Regions from separate parts of the Mus musculus genome. Here regions 1 and 2 are each linked to region 3. Evidence: chromatin contacts called from public promoter capture Hi-C data. All regions are on one chromosome and are shown on one strand. The core of a region is the stretch at or near the end of the contact, and the rest is flanking DNA. Distances in the headings are between cores, read along the strand shown.

Region 1 (2,785 bases), core at 243-2,742, 550 kb after region 3:
CATTCATTTCTGTGGTCTTGAAAGACCCCGAGAGGAGCCCCTCGCTCAAGTCTCGGGATAATAGCGGACCCCCAAGAACTCACAAAAGACCAAACTTGATGCAAACCACCTGAGGCTTTATTGGGGGGAAAGCCAGAGCTCTGGGGACGACTTGTATCCCACGCAGGGGTAGAGGAGTTGACCCCGAGGGGAAAGGGGTCCCAGTTTTTATAGGCCCTCACGGGGGGGGGGGGGGAGGAGAAGGGGGGAGTAGGGGATTTCCAGATCTAAACAATGTCTATTCTTAAGAAATGGGTATGGGAGGGGTACAAGGAAAGAGTCTGGTGCAGGTGGAGCAACTCTGGATTGGCCCGGCTGTGGTTACTGGGGAGATTTTTCGATTCTATCCCAGCAACCAATATCACAAACACCTCGCAGTGAGGTGCAGCAGTGGGCACACACCTGGGTTTAAGGAACGGTCAGAACATTGGCAGACACACGGGTTCAAGGCGCGGCCAGAGCATTGTGCACCTCTATTTTTCTAAATCAGTGAAGCTACTTTTACTAACAATGAAATCTATTTTGCCAATTTGAGGGCTTCTGTGACCTTTTACATTCTATTAGGATCTTTCAGTCTGTTGTTGGTGTCCTATTTAGAATGAACAGGTTTTTTTGTTTTTTTCCCAGTCTTCCTTGGAAAAATTAACACAAAAAAACCCATACTATCTGCCTGCATTAAGCTGGATTTTCTTCACATACACCAGTTACAGCAATATTCAGTGCTGTGGCCAAACAATTTAACACAAATATGAAAATTATGTTTGAGACAGGATCTCACTAAGTAACCCTGGCCGGTCTCGAACTCCTAGAAATCTCTTGCTTCCACATCCAGAATGCTGAGAGCATCACCATGTCCAGCCCCAAATCATTTTTAAGAGCACAAGGACCGCATATAATTCTTTAGGCAGCTCTACCAGGCAGGGCCAATCTTCCCCGCATTAAAGGATAAACTGAGGTCATTGCTTTCTGCTGGGATGGGGTGGGAGAGTCTATTGCCTCATCTGCATTTCTGGATGTCTTGGGGCAAAGGCTCCACGGTGAGGTTTCCTCGCCACGTTTCCCGGAGTAGTGTGAACACCACCTAATGGCTCTCTTGGCCGGAGCAAGGCCATTGAAGGTGCATCCCATTCTACAGATGTAAGCGGAGGCTCAGAGTCGCCCGGCGCCTTACTGCAGCCCCACGAAGATCCAGCCGTGGCCCTAGGACAGTGCGAGGGTGAGCGCCTCGGACTCGGGGCGCCAGGAAGCCGCCGGCCTCAAGGTCCGGGAGCAGATCCGGAAACCTCCCTTCCGGTTCCCAGGTCCGCGTTTCGGAAGTGAGTCACTCTGCCAGCACATAATATGGCTTCCACTCCACCTACCACCCTGGACGTCGAGGGTAAGGTGGGCGGGACCCGGAAGTTGACCGTTCTGGGAATGGCGGCCGCCGGGGGCGTGGCTTCCGGCGCTCCTTGCCTGCAAGTCGCCGCCGCTGAGAGCGCAGGCGGCAGCTGACAGGCGCTTTTCTTCAGACGGCTGCGGCGGGAGCCCTGCGAGGCGGGCGGCCTCCAGCTCTCGTCCCCACGTCCCGGCCCGCGAAGTTCCAGGGCGCCGGGGCATGGAAGAGGGGAAAATGGACGAGAATGAATGGAGTTACCATGGCGAAGGCAACAAGAGCCTTGTGGTGGCCCACGCGCAGGTGAGCGGCTGGCGGGCAGCCCGGCTCCGGGCCTCACCCGACGGCTCCCGAAGCTCTGTGCCTGGTACCGTCCAGGTACCCAGGTCGTGACTCTTCCTCCAGCTTCCGCCCGGGTGGTTCCCTGGCACCCCCACAGTACCCTCCTCTGCTCCATACTCATCCCCGGCACCCCTAGCTCCGTTGGCTCCCCTTTCCTCCTAGTGTCCCTTCTCGGTTCTCTCTGTCCCGTCAGTACTCTTTCCTCATGCGCTGTGCGTGCCGCGTGGCCTCACACCGTGCAGCCTCCCCCGGGATGCTCGTCTTACTGTCAGGCAACGGTGGGCCAGAGGCTGAGCCTGGACCAGGGCCTGGGCAGCACAGGGGAAAGTTCCCAGAGTGCTGTCAGCCCACCGAGTGGAGTTCAGCCTCGAGAAACCACAGAGCTGGTGTTCTGCCTTGCTGCTGCGCTGTCAGGAACGGGGCGCTGCCACAGGTTCGCGTCCCGATCATATACTTTAAATGGTTTCTCCTTCGTTCAACTTGAAAGGCGGTTTCAGAAGATGTAGTCCTTTCCAAGGAGGCGAATTTAAAGGAAGAGAAGCATATGGATGGATCTGTGTGCAGCCCCAGATTTCTCTGACATTTTGCTGCCTGATTACAAGCTAGCAGGAATGTGGTGGGCTGGGGGAGTAGAAGGCGGGGAGGTGTCATGTGAGAAGGTTAATAACTCAGGGAGCTGGGGTGATTCACACCTCCACCACTGAGAAGCAGTAGGCTGCATTAGGAAAGTGAAGAGAGGAATAGGATGTACTTTTGTCTCTCTGAAGTTCAGATTGTATGGAGCTGTACTGAGTGTTGAGCAGCCTAGAGCTTGGGTCTTGTGTCTAGTTGGCACCTCTGACCTCCTGGTGTATTTGTTCAGAATGTAGACTGAAGAGGAGAAGGCCCCTCTTGGAAGTGTTTTAAGGCCTTTTGTGACCAAGGAGTGCTAATGTAAGTGGGGTGGAGAAACTCTGCTCCCTTCGGTCCTGGGCATGTCTGTAGTCCCCCTTCTCCTTTGAGAGCAGGTGAGCTTTGTTTCTCTGCTCA
Region 2 (3,035 bases), core at 148-2,647, 780 kb after region 3:
TTTTCCATGTTTAAGATACTAAGTTACTGCTAGTTCTAGCCTTCCTTCTCTCTTTGAATGGGCAATGCTTGGGCTTTGGATTTCTCTAGGACCTTAGGCAAGCTATTTAACTATTTAACACTCAGATCAACTACCTTTAAATAAGGCTTAACAATAGTAACTAATCAGAAGACTATCACAGTTTCCTATAGAAGGCATTAGCCATATATACCAATTTGACCATGCTAGGCTGCCCTGCCCTGGGGCTATATACCCCCAACCCTTATGTTTCTAACATAATGCAGAAAAAAAAAAAAAAAAAAAAAAAAAAAAAAAAAAGGTCAGGGCCCCTTAACTACATCGTTAGATGAGTCACAAAAACAAATCCATGAAACCAGAGTAAGGAGGGAATCCCAACTAGACAAGAGCAAGTATGGTGGCTCAGGTAATAACTCCAACACTGTGTGTGGGAGTTGGGGGCTGCGGAATAGAAGACTCTTGAGTTTGAAATCAAATTGAGCCAGTTCCTGACCTACAGAGTAACAATGTCTCCAAACCCAGAAAAACAAAACAAAACAAAACCAGCTATCTAGATGCTGTTCTCCCGAAGGCAAAGACTGCTTAAAGAAAAGCCAGATTTTCCCTTTGATTCTCATCAACTGGGCGAAAACAACCCTTAAGGAAACTATTTTCTGCTGATTATAATCAAGTCATAAGCCCCAAACGCAGCGTTCACACACTCATGAGGTCATCGTTCTCCCAGAACACTGATTCAAGTTCACATTTCAGGACGTCTCCCACCACGTTCTTGAGCATGGGTCTTGGGGGGGTGAGGGAGTCGGAGTCCAGAACTGTCATAAGGTTGAGAGGTCCGCGGGGTGCTACAGGGCATGGGCTGGGAGGGATGGACCCGAGCCACGTACCAGGCTCCGGACGCCTTCTCCCCAGCGTTTTGCAGCATTCTGCACTCTCGCTGCAGCGCTGCGACCTCCGCCTCCAGGGCGCGCAGTTCGCGGGTCTCGGAATCCATGGCTACCGACGTGGAACCCTGAAGGTGAAGTAGCCCGGAGAATGGCAGTCTGGGCGCCTCGGGCAGCCAGGAGACTTCAAGGAGCGCGCGCGCTCCTGGAACGGACCACTCTCGAGCTCACGGGGGGAGAGGCTGCCGGGAGTCGCGCGTCCACGCCCACGGCCTCGGACGACGTTCCCGAGCCTGACGGCCCGCGAAATGTCGCGTCGAGCGTCTAGACACCCCCGCCGCCTCTGCGAGTTGGTTCGTTCCAAATTGCACGTCACCCTCCAACGGCCGCCCATCCCGTCTAACGGCCACTGGGCCAGCCGAGCTCTTACGTCACCGAAGGGGGCGGATTCTCGGAAGCACGAGGAAAGGAGTCTCTTTATTTTGGTTCCGCTTCTTCACTTCCGCCTACTTGAACCGGAAATCAGGAACCACGCGGCGGAGTGTCTTTTCTGTAGGAATTACCGATTTTTATTTTTCTTTCTCACACTCTGTCAGTTTTACAACGTGGAGGAGAACTAACAGAACGTCAGTAAAAGCGAAGGCGGAGGAAATAAAGAGCCCTCTGGAACTGCGGGATAACGGAACCTTAGGAGATTGGGTTGGAAACTTTGTAGGAAGGAAAGGAAAATGCACTTGCCGGCACGTGTTATTAGACGTTAAGTGCTACGCCGGGCTTGAGCTGAGTCGGACAAGCGCCCTGAGGAAGAGTGTTTGCTCGTGAGAAGTGATGGGCTATTGGGCTTAGCCTCTCCTCTCCTTCCTTAGGGGCTTCTCGAAGAGAGAGGGCAGGGCTGGAAGGATGGGGCGGTGGCTACCAAGAAGGGGTACACTGTAGGTTTTTTTCCCAGAGTGCTGGCCTTTGCTTTGGGCTTCTGCCGCTATTTAGTGATCTCGCTTGGAAGGAGACAGCCAACTTTTGAGAAAGGTTTGAGTAAGAGCTGAACATCCGCCGAGAGCTAAACGAGATGGAGCGACCTCTGGAAAACGTTTCCAGCAATCTTGGTAGGACAGTGTTAACAATTCCGGGTTCCAAAATTAGACTTCATTATGATCCTTGCTGTCACCACTACTGTTTTCTAAGTGGCACTGGGAAAAGCCGTAACCGCTCCTACTCCCCTGACCGATGAGATCCACTCAGACTGCTTTGAACAATACAGGCACACAGTGGGGAAACATATTTTAGGTATAACTTAAGTTGCCGTCTTTGTGATTTAACAGCGCTTAGGGGACACTTGTATTTTGCCATACTATTGTAATTGCAGACTTTGTTATGACTGGAGCTCCAGGATGAAGCTATTTTTATCCGTTAGCTTACTATTTTTGCCAGTATATGTTAAGGTAAAAATGTAGAAATGAATGGGGGAGGGCAGTACTTCGAATAAAAAATCAATAAGGATAAGATATAATAGCTGTGGTTGTTTTAGAGAAAACATCTGGGAGAAGATGTGTGGATGTGCTGTACTTAGGTGCAGTTGCAAAGTGTGTTCATTGAGAATGTGGATGGAGGGCCTTTGTAAAATCTCCACTGATAAAATCTGAAAGCAATACATATGAAGAGACATAGCTTCATAAGATGAAGTTGGCACAGAAGTTTCAGGGGAAAGAGTTGTGTTAAATTTCTGGAAAACTATTAAATTGTTTTTCTGTCCAAAATTAACTTTTCCAGATAGATGCCCAACATCCATGCAAGGCAACAGAGAAATGAAGCGCCTCTTTGTGGGTGGACTTGGACAGGGCATTTCTGAGACAGACCTACAAAATCAGTTCGGCAGATTTGGAGAAGTTTCTGACGTGGAGATCATCACTCGGAAAGATGACCAAGGTAAATCTGTAACACGAGGGAGTTAAAAACAGACAAGGTCAATGATATTACAGGAGAAGCAACCCCAGAGCTGAATGTTAGCGCTAAACATCATATATGGCTTCCTGGATTATTTCATATGAAAATTAATTTTGAAACCAGAAAAAGTATAAAACATTTGAATTTCTAAAACATCTGTACTTTGAATTTTCGGAGTCAACATTCTAACATTAT
Region 3 (3,074 bases), core at 25-2,524:
GGGGACAGACAGACCTGTCCAGCTTCAGGCCAGCCCTCTTGAGGCCCAAGCACATCCCACAGGCAAAGTCAAACACAAGAGAACCTGTTGGAGCAGTTTAAGCAGGATGATCACCTCTTTCTCCTCCTCTTACTTCTAAGTAGGAAGGGACTTAGGCTCTTAAAAAGTAGACACAAGGCCAGGTCATGGCCACCGGCAAGGGCCCAGAGGGCGGGTTTAGTATCTCCAAGCTTACCTCTTTCCCTCCTCCCCATCTTCCTTAAAGAGCATAAGGTCATGTCAAAACTGGGGTTCCTCTGCCTGAAGCAGAGAGGAGGGAAATGGGGAGCCGAGCAGGCCAGGAAATGAGCGGCCAAGCCACAACACCCCCACCCCAACACACAGACACTCACGTCGGTCTGTCACTGCACTCCCGCCTAGGCCCGCAGGCCGGCCCGAGCCAGTAGGCACGCGGGGTCCCCGGTGGGGTCCTGCCCGCCAGGACACAGTCCCGAGGGGGTTCCCGGGATCCAGCACAGACGGGGGGCACTGGCCGCTACCTCGCTACCGTTCCCCCGGTCCACCCGAGCCCTGCCAGCTCCGGAGCCCGCCAGTCGCGCCTCTCGGGGGACCCGCGCCGGGCCGCGCGCCCGCCTCTCCCGGCCCGGCCGCCCCGAGCCCGCGCGGGGAAAGTTCCTGCAACTTCGCAGGGGGCTGGCGGCGGGGGCCCCGGGCCTGGGCCTCGTCCGGCTCCTGGCCTCCGCGGCCACTGCGGCCCCGCTGTCAGACGACCGGGTCCCAGCCCCATCGCGGCCGGAGCCCCAACTTCCCCGCGCCCCTCGCCCGCCCCGGCCACGGGCCTCGCTTTGTGCGCGGCGGCCGTACGCCCCCGCCCTGGGCACAAAAGGGCGCGCGGCCCGGCGGCCGAACGCGGCTGCGGTGCCCGGCGGGGCCCGGGGCGCGCGACCAGGGCGCGGGGCTCGGTGGGCCGGGCGGGCCGCGGCGCGCTCACCTGCCGTGGAACCAGTCCTTGCAGGCATCGCACTCGATCATAAAGCGGGTAACGTCGTAGGGCAGCCGGCAGACGCAGTACACGGGCACCGTCGCCATGTTGCCGCGCCGCCGCTCGCCCCGCCGCTGCGCTGCCCGGGTCGGGCCGGGCCGGGCCGGGGGCCGCGCGGCGAGGGCGGCGGGGGCGGCGGGCGCGGGCGCCGCGGCCGGAGCGGACGGGGCCGGGGGCGCTCGGCAGGGCCCGCGCGCGCGCTCGCGGCCGGGCGCGTCCACACAATGCCGGCGCGGGCTGCTGGGGCCGCGCCGGGAGCCGCCCGCCGGGCCGCGGGGCGCAGGGCTGAGAGTGCGCGGGGGGCCCGGCCGCGCGCGGGACACAAAGCGAATGGACGCGCGGGGGCGGCGGGCGGGGAGCCGCGGCCCCACCGAAGGGACCCCCGGCCGCCGAGCGGCCGCTACGTCAGCGCCCCGGGTGGCGCCGCCTCCGCCCGCCGGCCTGGGCCCCGCTCCCGCCGCCGGGAAGGCGGGCCGCGGTAGAAGGTGGGCCGCGGGCCTGGGGGAGCCAGCAGCCGGGCTCGGGGGCACCCCGCGGGAGAGGGTGGCCCCGGGACTCCCAGGGAGACGAGCCGCGGAGCCCCCTGCCCCCGACTACGTGAACACAGTTCGCACAGCCCTGCCTTAGCCAGAAGCAACTCCTTGGCCTTAACTTTCTTCTGACCCCGAAGTGGGATGGACAGGGGGATCTTCCTCCTCTTCCTGGGCCCGGCAGCCTCCCTCCCATCCCGAACTGCGACTGAGTTGCTGGCTTTTGAATAACCTCCCCTTCCCCTTCTTTCTAGCTGGGGGCTGCCTTGCTTCCTCGTACGATCCGGTGAACTTTCCCGATGCTCCGGCAAAAGTCAGGGGACCCGAGAGTGAACTGTTTGTTGTAGGACACAGCTTACCTGGGATTGGTGCCGCCCAGGACCCCTTATTACAACCCATAGACCCACAGACCTTAGGAGCGGAGGACAGTCCAGTGAGTCGCAACTGAGCCACAGGACTGCTGGGGAAGACAAGGGGTTATGTTGTCGCTCTCGCCCCTGCAGTCTTGCTCTGAACTGGCTCCCTGGTCTCACCTGTCCTGCTTAGAGCTTTTTTGTTGGTTGGTTGGTTGGTTGTTTGGTTGGTTGGTGAGATATGAATGAGGGTCCTTCTCTGTCCCCTACCCAGGTCGACCCTGATGAGCAGGGCCATATATTTAGGAAGAAAGCTGTCTGCTAGATCTGCTTCCCCTTTGCCTGTCCCCACACAATACGTGGAGATGCTAGTCTCTGCAGATACATTCCAGAGTTTCAGACCTCTGCTTACCTTGACAAGGCAGAGTCCCAGTTATCCCTGCCCAGAGTGCGGCTGCCAATCAGCTCCATTGCTGGCAACTCAGAGGATAGCCTGTTATGGAATCTGCCCTCAACCAACCCCCACCCTTCCCAAATAGGTAAACCCAGGGCCACAAATCAGGATCCGAACCAGGGCAAGCACTGTGTAACCTAAGGGCACACATGTGGCAGGGGAGATAGGAAATTGGGGCGGGGGGCGCAGACAGGTTACCCCGTCAACCTGTACACAATGAATTCATTTCAAGCTACCTGCCTGAACTCCAGCTGTCCCCTTGGGTCTCCTCTGTACTGGATGGTCCTTCCCCTTACAAGGCAAGAAACAGCTGTTAATCCCCTGTCCCTGTCACCAGGCATGTGTCCTGGTGGGGTAGGCACTGCCCTGTTACCTAAGGCACTCTCCCCAAGAGGTGGTGCAGTTGTCATTCAGCAGAAGTGAAAACTGAAGCTCAGAGCAGTTAAATGCAGAAGGGAAGTAGCCTACCAAAGGTGGGGGCAGAGGGAGCAAGGGAAGAGGACACCCCTGCCCAAGTCCCGAACCTGTTCCTCTCACCTCACCTTTCCCCCAGAAAGCCTGTTCTCCTTCTGGTGGGGTACTGACCACTGGGTGCCTCCATTTACTCTCCTTATCTTCTGACATTCTCTCTGGCAGCCAGCTGTGCCCACTACAGCTGCCCCTGTGCTTGGGGATCAGGTACCCTGATTCTCAGA

What was found. Promoter capture Hi-C pulls out the DNA fragments that hold promoters and counts their contacts. Capture Hi-C pulls out chosen DNA fragments and counts their contacts.
Region 1: a contact with region 3 is called in a promoter capture Hi-C map of liver, with 2.9 times the contacts expected there. The contact joins the promoter of Ippk here to the promoter of Phf2os1 in region 3. A contact is called at or near these places in 5 of 484 Hi-C or Micro-C datasets (CD4 T cells, embryonic stem cells, muscle stem cells and 2 more), 1 of 115 datasets of contacts at active chromatin or transcription factors (memory CD8 T cells) and 1 of 9 other capture datasets (liver).
Region 2: a promoter capture Hi-C map of pre-B cells shows a contact between it and region 3. The contact joins the promoter of Nol8 here to the promoter of Phf2os1 in region 3. A contact is called at or near these places in 2 of 39 promoter capture datasets (liver and pre-B cells), 4 of 484 Hi-C or Micro-C datasets (CD4 T cells, embryonic stem cells, muscle stem cells and 1 more), 3 of 115 datasets of contacts at active chromatin or transcription factors (large pre-B cells, memory CD8 T cells and thymic regulatory T cells) and 2 of 9 other capture datasets (adipose tissue and liver).

Annotation. Positions count from the first base shown.
Region 1 is chr13:49,419,750-49,422,534 of GRCm38.p6, forward strand. Ippk (inositol 1,3,4,5,6-pentakisphosphate 2-kinase) reads left to right here and starts at 1,493. Exons shown (of 13, transcript NM_199056.4): 1 at 1,493-1,717. The coding sequence starts at 1,637.
Region 2 is chr13:49,651,681-49,654,715 of GRCm38.p6, forward strand. Nol8 (nucleolar protein 8) reads left to right here and starts at 1,398. Exons shown (of 17, transcript NM_001271397.1): 1 at 1,398-2,002; 2 at 2,667-2,822. The coding sequence starts at 1,966. It overlaps Cenpp (centromere protein P), which reads right to left and starts at 1,051. Exons shown (of 8, transcript NM_025495.3): 1 at 903-1,051. The coding sequence starts at 1,009.
Region 3 is chr13:48,869,677-48,872,750 of GRCm38.p6, forward strand. It overlaps Phf2os1 (a long non-coding RNA gene), which reads left to right and starts at 1,275. Exons shown (of 2, transcript XR_003950516.1): 1 at 1,275-1,527. It overlaps Phf2 (PHD finger protein 2), which reads right to left and starts at 1,209. Exons shown (of 22, transcript NM_011078.3): 1 at 992-1,209. The coding sequence starts at 1,089.